Regions from separate parts of the Sus scrofa genome. Here region 2 is linked to region 1. A link is a contact called in public HiChIP or PLAC-seq data. All regions are on one chromosome and are shown on one strand. Each heading gives the region's core, a stretch centred on a gene start, on an enhancer-like site or on the middle of the called end of the contact. The rest is flanking DNA. Distances are from core to core; before and after follow the strand shown.

Evidence for each region. HiChIP or PLAC-seq counts read pairs in DNA pulled down with a chosen protein or histone mark.
Region 2: an H3K27ac HiChIP or PLAC-seq map of alveolar macrophages shows a contact between it and region 1. The contact joins the promoter of IPO5 here to the promoter of RAP2A in region 1. A contact is called at or near these places in 3 of 47 Hi-C or Micro-C datasets (alveolar macrophages, embryonic fibroblasts and heart right ventricle) and 1 of 2 datasets of contacts at active chromatin or transcription factors (alveolar macrophages).

What each region holds. Positions count from the first base shown.
Region 1 is chr11:66,676,122-66,681,547 of Sscrofa11.1, forward strand. RAP2A (ras-related protein Rap-2a) reads left to right here and starts at 3,041. Exons shown (of 2, transcript XM_021065816.1): 1 at 3,041-3,450. The coding sequence starts at 3,137. LOC110255848 (a long non-coding RNA gene) reads right to left here and starts at 1,710. Exons shown (of 3, transcript XR_002336730.1): 1 at 1,477-1,710; 2 at 162-228.
Region 2 is chr11:67,015,536-67,021,163 of Sscrofa11.1, forward strand. It overlaps IPO5 (importin 5), which reads left to right and starts at 3,764. Exons shown (of 26, transcript NM_001244301.1): 1 at 3,764-3,874. The coding sequence starts at 3,785.

The DNA of each region.
Region 1 (5,426 bases), core at 1,791-4,290:
ACAGAAACACCAGATCCAAGCCATGTCTGTGACCTACACTGCAGCTTGCAGCAATGCCAGATCCTTTAACCCACTGAGTGAGGCCAGGGATCAAATGTGCATCCTTATGGATACTAGCTGGGTTCTTAACCCACTGAGCCCCAAAGGGAACTCCTACTCACTCATTATTTTTTCATGACAACTTCTATCAGATGCACTCCAAGCCAGAGCTTCTCAACTTCTGAGAACCTAGGAAATGAAAACAGTTGCTTAAGGGTGCATTCTAGACCCTCAACCCCAATACAAATTTCTTTTTTTTAAAAAGTCGCTGCACCTTTACTCCTTGCAAAGGGAGTGGTTTTTCAGTTCCACCGTAATGCAAGGTACTACACAGGTGTAACCTATACAAAAAAGTCTGATGCTTCTTGGCTCTATTTAAGCCCCAAGAAACCTAGGAACTTATTACCACAATACATGATTTGGATCTTAGAAAACACAGTCTGTCTTTTCTGTAAAAGAAGTGTAGCTATTATTAATGAAACCACAAAAAGCATTAGCTTTACACACTATATGAGACTTCTAAAAAGCTAGTGGAACGCTGTATTCAACTACAAAATCCTCTTGGAACATCCCTGCCAGAAAGATACAAAGCTTCACTTCGTATCCGTGCAAGCTCTTATTTCTGACTTATTCACATTACTGGCTTAGGATGAGGTATCAGATCGTCTTTGGTTTCAATTCTGTTAAAACTTTCCTTTTTCCTGATTCTTAGTTCTTTGCAATCTGCTTTCACTGTTAATTCTGGTGGATCAACTGCAACTCATATTTTGATAGGTAATCAAGAAATAACGACTGAATTATATTTTACTACATAATTTGGCAGGACACTTTCCCACAATTATCTTTGGCAAAAACTTGATGTGTGTGTTATACTATAGCAGGATAATGTAAAAGTAAGTTATCCATTTTAAGATAATGGAGCCATAGGCGGTAGGACATGGATAAATATATCTTTGTACTAGTATATGTACTTTGTATACATGGCTGGTATATCTTTGTACTAGTTTGATAATTGACAGAAAAGATGGGAAAGGAACATCTGTTTTTTGAACTCAGACCAAAATCCTCTCTACCTGATGACCTTGTGGGGAAGAAGGGTGAAGAAATATGCCATGATCAAACCTTAGAACTATAGAAATCTATCATTCCCAAGAAATGGGAGTGATGTATGGCTGTAGACTAGTTCGAGAAGGACATAGTTTAAGGAAGGCAAATCCAATAACCAATTATTACAAAACATAATCCAGGAAGGTTTAGGAATATAACTTCTCCTAAATTTAACGTTGTAGGTGGGAGAGAGTGTTTAATTATGATCTAATGCCACAGAGAGAACAGTAAGTTTTAAAAGGGAGTTGTTAAAAATGTTTTAGGAGCCACGCATGGAGGACCCATGCAACTGCTGCAGTATGTCTCTTTAATGACCGGAAATTTTCTCACCCTCAAGACAAGAGTCCCTGTTTTCTCGATTGACCCACGATTCAGCCCACATCACTCAGCACTATTTCCGGGTCCGTCATTTAGGCAGAATGCCACCGAGACGACGTTAAAAGCGAAACCCATGGTTCTCGCCTCCAACACATCTTGTTCCCTTGCCAACGTAGGGTGCAACGACCTGTCCCTCAATCACTGACCCCTCCCAAACCCACCAGCCCTACCCCGGGTCTCCATTCCACCCACCCTTGGGGGCAAGGGAGTCGCGATTTCTGGTTGGCTCAGCTCAAGTCTCCGCCATCCGCCAGCTCACCTGCGGTTGGTTGGCAGAGCGTGCGTGGGAGGTGGGAGGGCTGAGCCTGCAACTAGGCTTTCCCCCCATTGGCTGATGGATGGGCATCACGTGGTATGAAGTGGCTCTCTATTGGCCGAGAATGGTACCATGGGTCCAGAGGCGTGCACTGGTTGGCTGGAACGACTCCCAGCTTCCTACTAGGTGCCCCGGCTGGCTGTTGCTATGAGCTGTCCCCAGGCCTTCTGGCTGCGCCTGGGGCTTCGCTCTCCCAGTTTTCCAAGCGCCCGTAGCTGACAGGGCGTGGGAAGAGCTCGACTTCCAGCAGACGCTGAAGAAAGGCGGGGCTGGGGGGAGGTGGGCGGGACTCCCGGCGACGTCACCGGGCGTGGGCCCGGCTTCCGCATGGTCGCTGGCCTTTGCCGCCTCTGGCAGTGGGCAGGATGAGGGCCTGTCACTTTTCCCTCTGTGTCTTGACGCTTAAAACAAAGCTTCACTTCGGTTTTATGCTCGTCCTTTAAACAAAGCCTTTTTTCGTTATGTTTATACAGGACAAAACCAAAGCTCACAGGCTGGGTGGTGTCTAGCAAGGCCCTCCTGCCAAGGCCTCCTTTTGGACCTTGCCGGTGTCTTCTTGTCACTCCCCGCCTCAAGTTAAAACCTAGAGACTGCTCTGGCCCCGCCAACATCGCGTCTCTGCCAAATTCTGAACTTGGCGTGCTCAGGCCGAAGCGGTTCCCGTCGCGGGCAGAAGAACCGCGCGTGCTCAGTACGCAGGATCCGCAGGGTTCGACGCGGCTTGCGGGGTGGGGTGTTGTTGGGTGGCCCAGGTGGTTGTTTATCTAAGCGCGGGCCGAGGCTTCCGCACGGCGCAGAGCCTCCCGGGAGCGCGCGAGGCCGGTCGCCTAGGCGACGGGGGAGCAAGGGCGGGGCTGCGCCACCGGGTCCCGCCCCGGGCCGCCGGGCCCCGCCCCCAGCAGCGCTGCGGCTGGGGCTCGGGCGCGCGCTCCGGCGCCGAGGGGAGCGGCGGCGGCGGCGGCGGCGGCGGGCGGGGAGCTGGGCGTGGAGGCGCGAGGGGCGGGGCGGGCGGCACTGCAGGCCCGCGTTTCGGGCGGCTCCGGCGGCTCCCTGGCTCCCACTCCCTGCTCGCCCTCAGTGCCTGCCGGCGCCCGCGGGGCCGCATTGCCGCCGGCTCGGCCCATGCCCAGGGCTGCTGCTCCCTCCGCCGGCGCCCGGGGGGCCGCGGCGGCCGTGAGGTGGGGGCAGCCGCGGGACGCGGCGGGGCCGGCCGCCGGCGCAGGGTTGGGGGGCGCAGCGCGGCGGGCGTAGGTCTATGTCGCGGGCAGCGGCGGCGGCGGCGGCCGCGGAGGGACGATGCGCGAGTACAAAGTGGTGGTGCTGGGCTCGGGCGGGGTCGGCAAATCCGCCCTGACCGTGCAGTTCGTGACCGGCACCTTCATCGAGAAATACGACCCCACCATCGAGGACTTCTACCGCAAGGAGATCGAGGTGGACTCGTCGCCGTCGGTGCTGGAGATCCTGGACACGGCGGGCACCGAGCAGTTCGCGTCCATGCGGGACCTGTACATCAAGAACGGCCAGGGCTTCATCCTCGTCTATAGCCTCGTCAACCAGCAGAGCTTCCAGGACATCAAGCCCATGCGGGACCAGATCATCCGAGTGAAGCGGTGAGAGGGCCGGGGGCGCGGGCAAGGGGCTTCGCGGTGCGGCCGGCAGCCCCTGTCCCGGGGCCAGAACTCCCTCCCGCGTGCTCTGGGGTGGCTGTGGGCAGGAGGAGCTGTCTAGGCAGGTGGCTCTGGGGTCTTAGGCTTTATCCTAAATTTTTAGCTGGTAGCATCCTCCTCGTCATCTTGAATCTCAAATTTGAGTGCTTTGTTTCACAACTCAAATTTGGCATCCGGTGAACCCACAGCACAGCTCTTTGTCTCTTGGATATTATTAGTAGCGGTTGTGCAGAACCCCAAAGGAAACAAAGTTTAAAACTTGCAGTGGGGGGAGAGGGGCGGGTAGGTTTCTGCTGGGAGGAGGCAGCTGTGCAAGTATAGCGGAGACATTTTCAGACGGAACAACAAAAAACCTCCCTTTGCAGCATTTGACAGCAAAAATTGCTTACACAAATGTGGTAAAAATGTCAAGTCCAATGGAAAGAGATCTTTCTCATTTCATAGAAGATTGAATGGTGGCAAGGCGTTTTACAAAAATGAACTCTTCACTTAAGATGAAACTTTAGAGACAGGTTATCAAATTATTTGCAGACCTGGCTCTGTGGGATTGAGAGAGTATTAGTATGTAGGAGCGCGAATGTACTATCACATTAAAGAATGTGGCTTAACTTTTTTTTTTTAATCTAGCCACTTTACCCCTCAGAAACAAAAAGAAAGGGAAAAAAAGAGGCATTCTTAAAAATAGAATGAGTTTCTTCAAAGGTGTGACTCAAATATTAGCTAATTTAAAGTTAAAGCAGATAAGCTCTTTCCTGTTACAAACTCTTTTCGCAAGTGTGCATTTTGGAAATATAACAGCCTAATGGCTTCTGCTATTTGTTTTATATTTTTTCCTATAATTTCTAGCATCAAAAAATGCAATAGTATCTCAGTTCAGAGTTTTAGCAAATTTTTCTAATTACCATTTAATTACACATTACTGTTTTGTCTGATTCTTACTATTAGTTAATAATTGCCAATAATTTTGATTCAGCATAATTTTGCTTTTCTTTCCCAGTTGTACCAGTAACCCTAAATTTGTAGACAGTTGCAAAAGCTAGTTATAAGTGTTATCATAGACATAATCTCATTTTTAGTCAGTTTGAGTCTACTCATTTTGAAAGAGCAAATACCAAGTCAGGTGCACGCAAGCTTTGCTCAAAAATTCATTACAAGAGGCGGATTTTTAATGCCACATAGGAGATCAAAGGGGAGGTCCTCTCCCCTCCTCCTTTAACTCATTGAATATGCCCTTTAATAGCTAAACTAAAATTTCGTGTGTTATTTTATATGTTAGATTTCAAGCTGGAATACAGTGAATGTTTTCATGGCCTCTGACAATGTCCTAAGATCTGTGAATCTGACAGCTTTTTACTTTTTCAGTCTCATTTCTTAAAGTTAATTGCTATAGTTAACATAGGAACCCTTTTGGTGTTAAATTTATTAAGTATATGATATTTAAGAGGCTGTATTTAAATGACTCACATCTTTAATTCCCCTCATACTGTTTTAAAAAACAAAAAACCTTTAGAACAGGGCAATCTACCACATTGTCACATGTCAATCTTAGGCCAAGTACATACATCAAATAGTAAAGTAAACGCCCCAACTGCTCCACCCTTTGTATTTAAACATATCACAGATAATTCCTGCGTTGATAAAGTCACAAGCCCAGGGCAAACTTCTTGGCACAAACTTACAGGACAGAATATGACAGAATGTTATTGGATAGTATAGTCCACATGATTTTGTAGTTTACTAGAGGTTACCAAGAATGAGTTAGTCTGAACTTAGTGTGCTAGAACGATTTATTTGTTTGCACTGTGACCCAGGAAGAAAAAGAAGAATAAAATTCTCCTTGCCCAAATGTCATTGTACTCACTAGTCTCAGTTGCCGATGTGTACAGTTGAAAAGCTCAGCTGAAGTGGACTTCGTAAAC
Region 2 (5,628 bases), core at 2,514-5,013, 340 kb after region 1:
GTAATTGATTTTTCCCTTGGTGACAAGTCACTTCCTAAATCTAAATGAAAAATTATGTAGGACACCTGTGTTTAGCTAGTTGGTTATTTTATCCTCTAGGAAAATACTGCCCAGTAGAAATAAATTGTGAATCACAAATGCGAATCACATATGTAAAATTTAAAGTTTCTAGTAGCCACATATTAAAAAAAAAAAAAAGCAGGAGAGTTCCCACTGTGGCATACTGGGTTAACTGGCATTGTCTCTGAGGCAGGGAGGGTTTGATCTCTGGTCTGGCACAGTGGGTTGGGGATTGAGCTTTGCTGAAGCTGTGACATAGATTGTAGCAGCAGATTGGATTTGTTCCTGAGCCTGAGAGCTTCCATATGCCACGGGCATGGCCAAAAAAGAAAGCAGCCAAATTTATTAATATAGTTAATAATTATAGTTTATTAATAAATAAAATATAATATATATGATCATTTGTACATGTGACCAATATAAAATTCTTATTGTTAATTTCCTATTAAGTCTTTGGAATTTACACTCGAAGCACACCTTAGCACAAACTAGCCACACCTTCAAATGATCAATAGCCATAATGACTGGTAGCTACTACACCAGTATTTAAGGCTGAAAACAGCCTCAAAATCCTCTGTGATGATCAAATCAAACCTAAAAATTTTTTCTTTTTTTCTTTTTCCTGTCTTTTTAGGGCCGCGCCTGCTGCATATGAAGGTTCCCAGGCTAGGGGTCAGATTGGAGCTATTAGCCACGGGCCTATACCACATCCACAGCAATGTCAGATCCGAGCCGTGTCTGTGACCCACACCACAGCTCACGGCAACACCAGATCCTTAACCCACTGAGCAAGGCCAGGGATCGAACCCACAAGTTCATGGTTCCTAGTCAGATTTGCTTCCACTGCGCCATGATGGGAACTCCTAAAATTTTTTTCTTAACCGCAATTATTATGCATTGCTTCTGTAATAGGAGTATAAAAACATGATAATCTAACAGGTAGATGAGCAGTCAGAATTAAATTTACAAATTTTGGAGGTTCCAATCTGCATTAGTAATCATGGCTAACATTTTTTAAGCATTTGCTCTGTACCAGGCCCTATGCCAAGTATTTTAAGATATGGCGAAAAGTACCTCTTCATTTTATAGAAGAGGAAAACTGGGGCTTTAAAAAGATAACTTGGGCAAGATCAAGCAGCAAGTACGTTGTGAGGTCATTATTTGAACTTTGATTCTGGCTGGCTCTGGAACCTGTGCTCCGAGCTCCAAATTCTACTGCCTTCCCAAACTGGATCCAACCACCTGCAGATATTCATATATAAATGAATATATATGAATTTCATACATAAAACTGAGAGGGAGTTCCCGTCGTGGCTTAGTGGAAACGAATCCGACTAGTACCCATAAGGACGCAGTTTCGATCCCCGGCCTTGCTCAGTGGGTTAAGGACCTGGTGTTGCTGTGAGCTGTGGTGTAGGTCACAGACGTGGCTTGGATCCCACGCTGTGGCTCTGGCGTAGGCCAGCAGCTACAGCTCCGATTAGACCCCTAGCCTGGGAACCTCCATATGCCGCAGGAACGGCCCTAGAAAAGGCAAAAAAAAAAAAAAAAGACAAAAAAAAAAAAGAATTATTAAACAAATATATGTAATCTACAGAGTCACTGCCTATAAAATGCAGGTGTTAGATCAGCTCATACCCTGATCAAGCCTACGGGCAATTTTCTCACTTCACTGGACACCTAGTCATTAAAAATGATTGTTTTAGTATGTAATTCCCAAAATCTTAATAACCTTGGGTGAGGGAAAAACCTCCTCAGAATCCAGGCACTGCTTCCCCCCCTAAAAAAAAAAAAAAAAAAAGAAAAACTATCCCAAATTGATGTAGATAATGATCTGTCTTTAAAGAAATAATGTGTCATAAGAATGACAAATTGTCACATCTGGAAAACATCAATTCTAGAAAGTCAGGTCGGCAGACTTCTTATACAGAAACCTATCGTTGTCACAGATAAAACTTTCTGAGGGAGTTTTCTCCACAATCAGTTAGAATCCTTTAAAATATCTTGGCGGGCAGTCATAGTTTCAAGTGGATCTCAAGGCTCAGCCCAGAGATTCTGAACACAATGGCCTGGATTCTAGTATACAGCCAGGATTTATTAATCATTCAAAAGCAAATGTTGAGGAGTTCCTGTCATGGCTCAGGGGTTAATGAACCCAACTAGCATCCAAGAGGACCTGGGTTTGATCCCTAGCCTTGCCCAGTGGGTTGGGGATCTGGCATTGCCATGAGCTGTGGTGTAGGTCACAGATGCACTTGGACCCAATTCGACCCCTAGCTGGGACCCTCCATGTGCCCTGGGTGCAGCCCTAAAAAAGACAAAAAAGTAAATAAATAAAAGTAGGATTTCAAAGACCAGAACCTCAACAGAATAGTCAATAGGAAATTAAATTCCCCAAGTTAAATACCATGGACCACCAGAGTGTAGTAGTCTCTATTGTACCCAATGAGGAAACTTCTCACTAGAAATGTGTCTTTTTGAGGCAAAAATGAATTGTGTCACTTTTTCCACTGTCACCCTTGGCCCACTGCATTGGACACAGTAGGGCCTCAACAAAAGTGCCCTTCGACAACTGCTCTCTCAGCCTTGGGGCGCTCCAACGGTAAGGGCAGATTGGAAGTATTATCTCAGCATTGTGTACTGCAATTGAAACCAGGTCTCTGAGCCCCCTATGGACCGGTGTTTATCAAACACCTACTGAGACTTAAGTCCTACAAACCAGTGTTTCTTTAAGGAAGAGGGTCTTAACTTTCCCCCAACCAATGAAAAACTGGGACCTCAAAACAGGGAATTCAAAGGAATAGCCAAGGATCCTAGGGTGGTAAAAGAGGGGGAGGCAAATGCGCTCCGTGTACATCTCAGAGGACAGCGGGCTGGGGGTGGGTAGGCCTGGCCGGAGAGCCCAGGGCTGAGTAACCCCTCTTCCGGGCAAGCCCAGCGCGTGAGTCACCAGTGAGGTGTCGGGAGGAAGGGGCTGCCTGAGTCATAGCCCTTGGGGAGGTCGGAGGGTCTAACCGGTGCGAGGATCTGTGGAGCTGGGGGTGGAATTTAAGTCGGAAGTGGATTTTGGATTTCGAAATCCATTCCCTCCCTTCTTCTGGGATGGGGGATCTAGGGTCTCTGGGGCCGGGGTGGAGGGGGAGAGGGAAGGACTGGAGCTGGGGGCGCTCCCGAGGTCGCAGGGAGGAGCTTAGCCGGCTAGCGGGGGAGGAGGCCGGCCAGCCCGGGGCGCCGAAATCTCCCGCGCTCTGGAGCTGGCCCCACCTCCCCAGCCGGGCCTCACGCCCCTCGCAGCCGCCAGGCCGGCCAGCCGGCTCCTCCCGCCCTCCCCACCACGCCGCGGCAGCCACAGCTGGGCGGCCGAGTCCCCGCCCGACCCTGCCCGCGCCGAGCCGGGCGGCCCGCCGCGCGCCGCCAGTGACGGCACTGCAGGGTGCGTGGCCAATCGGCGCGGCCCCCGAGGAGAGGCCTCGGCCCCGCCCCCAGAGCTCAGGGCCAATGGGACGCCGGCGCCGGTGGCCGCGGCGGGGTGAGGGGTCGCGAGGCCCCGCCCCATCCTCCCCTTTCCCCTTTGCCCCGCCCTTTCCCGCCCGGCCCCCCAGCCCCAAGCCGCTGCTGGTGCCGGTCCCCGCGCTGGGCCCGCCCCCGCCCCTCCCGCCGGCCCGCCAGCGCGCCTCACAGCGCCTGTCTCCCCTCCCTCCTTCTCTCTCTCACGCCTAGCGCAATGGCGGCGGCCGCGGCGGAGCAGCAACAGTTCTACCTGCTCCTGGGAAACCTGCTCAGCCCCGACAATGTGGTCCGGAAACAGGCAGAGGTAACCGAGCTCGCCGTCCCGGACTTCGCGCTCCGGCCGGCGCGCCGACCCTTCCCCTTACGCCGCCCGCTGGGCCTCGGCAGCTCCGCCGCTGCCGCGCAGGCCGGGCCGGCCGGGCGGCGGCCGCGCAGCCCACGTGTGAGGCGGCCCGCGGCTCCCGGCGGTGCCCCCGGGCTCTTTCGGCCCTTGCAGCCGCGGTGCCCGGCGCCAGTTACCTCGTCGCCGCGGTTCACACACGTGCGGCTGCTACTGACATGCTGCCCCCGCCCAGATGGGGAAGCCGGGCGACAGGGACAGGGAGGGATGGGGGGTGTGGGGCGGGCCCCGGGGCTCCCCTCGCTCCTTTCTCACTTTCCCCTGCTGGGAGCCTCCCCAGCCCTTCCAGCGGCGCTCTGCAGCCTGTCCAGCCCTTTGGTTCCCCCAAACCCTGGTTTCTCCCTGACCCGTCACCCCTGCCTCTCCCCTGCCCCTCACTCTTCACACGCCGTCTGTCCCTCTCGTCCCCATTCGCTCCTATTGAAATGTGTGCCTTGCCTTCTCGGCTTCCCTCTGTCTCTTTCCATTTAGTCCCTTTTCTCAGTCTGGTTCCTAACGTCAGAAGCCGGATTTCCCTCCCCAGCCACCCCCCAATTGTGTGAAGTTGCCTTTAGGATTTCTTTCTAAGCATCTTGTACCTCCCTTTGCTCATCCATCAGATAAGTCTTCCTTGATCTCTAGAGAGTTGTGTTCTTATAAATGGGATGTCCTGGGACTTTTCGTTGTCTTAACTGGGCCAGTGCCATATGTTTAAGCTTTTAATTTCTCTGAATCAGCCTGAATCTCTTTTTTTAACCACCTCTGGCTCCTGACCTCCAAAATGTGGAGCTGTTAATAAAGTTTCAAGAGACAGTATTTCAGAGGTATCTGCAAGTAGGTATTTACCAAGTGGGAGTATCGTGCGCTTGGTTCTTTGGAAGACTGTTAGTACTAAGTCGGTGTGGAGATGCGATTTGGGACACTTCAGGGGAAGGGCAGAAACTTTGCAGTTTCTATACAGTGCATTATTTAGCCCTATCCTCAAACCTGATTGTATATGGAGTTCTTTGCCACCACATGATGGAAGATTTTTACAAGATTCAGTGGAGAATGTTCAGCCAGATGTTTTTACAGAATAGAAAGGGACTTTCACATAGTTAATGAAATTGGGGGACAGATCCTCCTCTGGACTCGTGGGATTTGTAGTTGTCTTTAAAATCACAACATCAGCAGATTGAGGATCTGCCGCTTATGCTTAGTGGTTTTATGATCTGTGAAGTATATACACTGGAAGTTCAGTTTCCTATGAAAAGCACTTTAAACAGCTATCAACTTTATTCTAATAGGCTTTTTCGATTCATTTACTATACCTGTAATACATAATCAGGGTAAAAATTCAAGCTGCAAATAGTTTTTTATCCCATTCCCCAAAGGACACTTTTGAGTGTTGAATCTTCCTTGCAGATATCTTTATGAGAGTGTATGTATACATTTAATTTTTACATGCATGGGCTTTTAATATGCATCCTCTTGTGCAACCTGGAATTTTCACTCAGTGTGTTTCACTTTGCCACCTTAGGGGTTTTGTTTGTTTGTTGTTTGTTCTTACGCAACTATAGATGAGTTTACTCTGCTAACCACCTATGAATGGACATTGAGGCTTCCAGTGTCCACTCCTAAAAATAGTGCTGCCCATAGGAGCACATCTATACCTACCTTTTCAGGCTTTGCCAGATTTC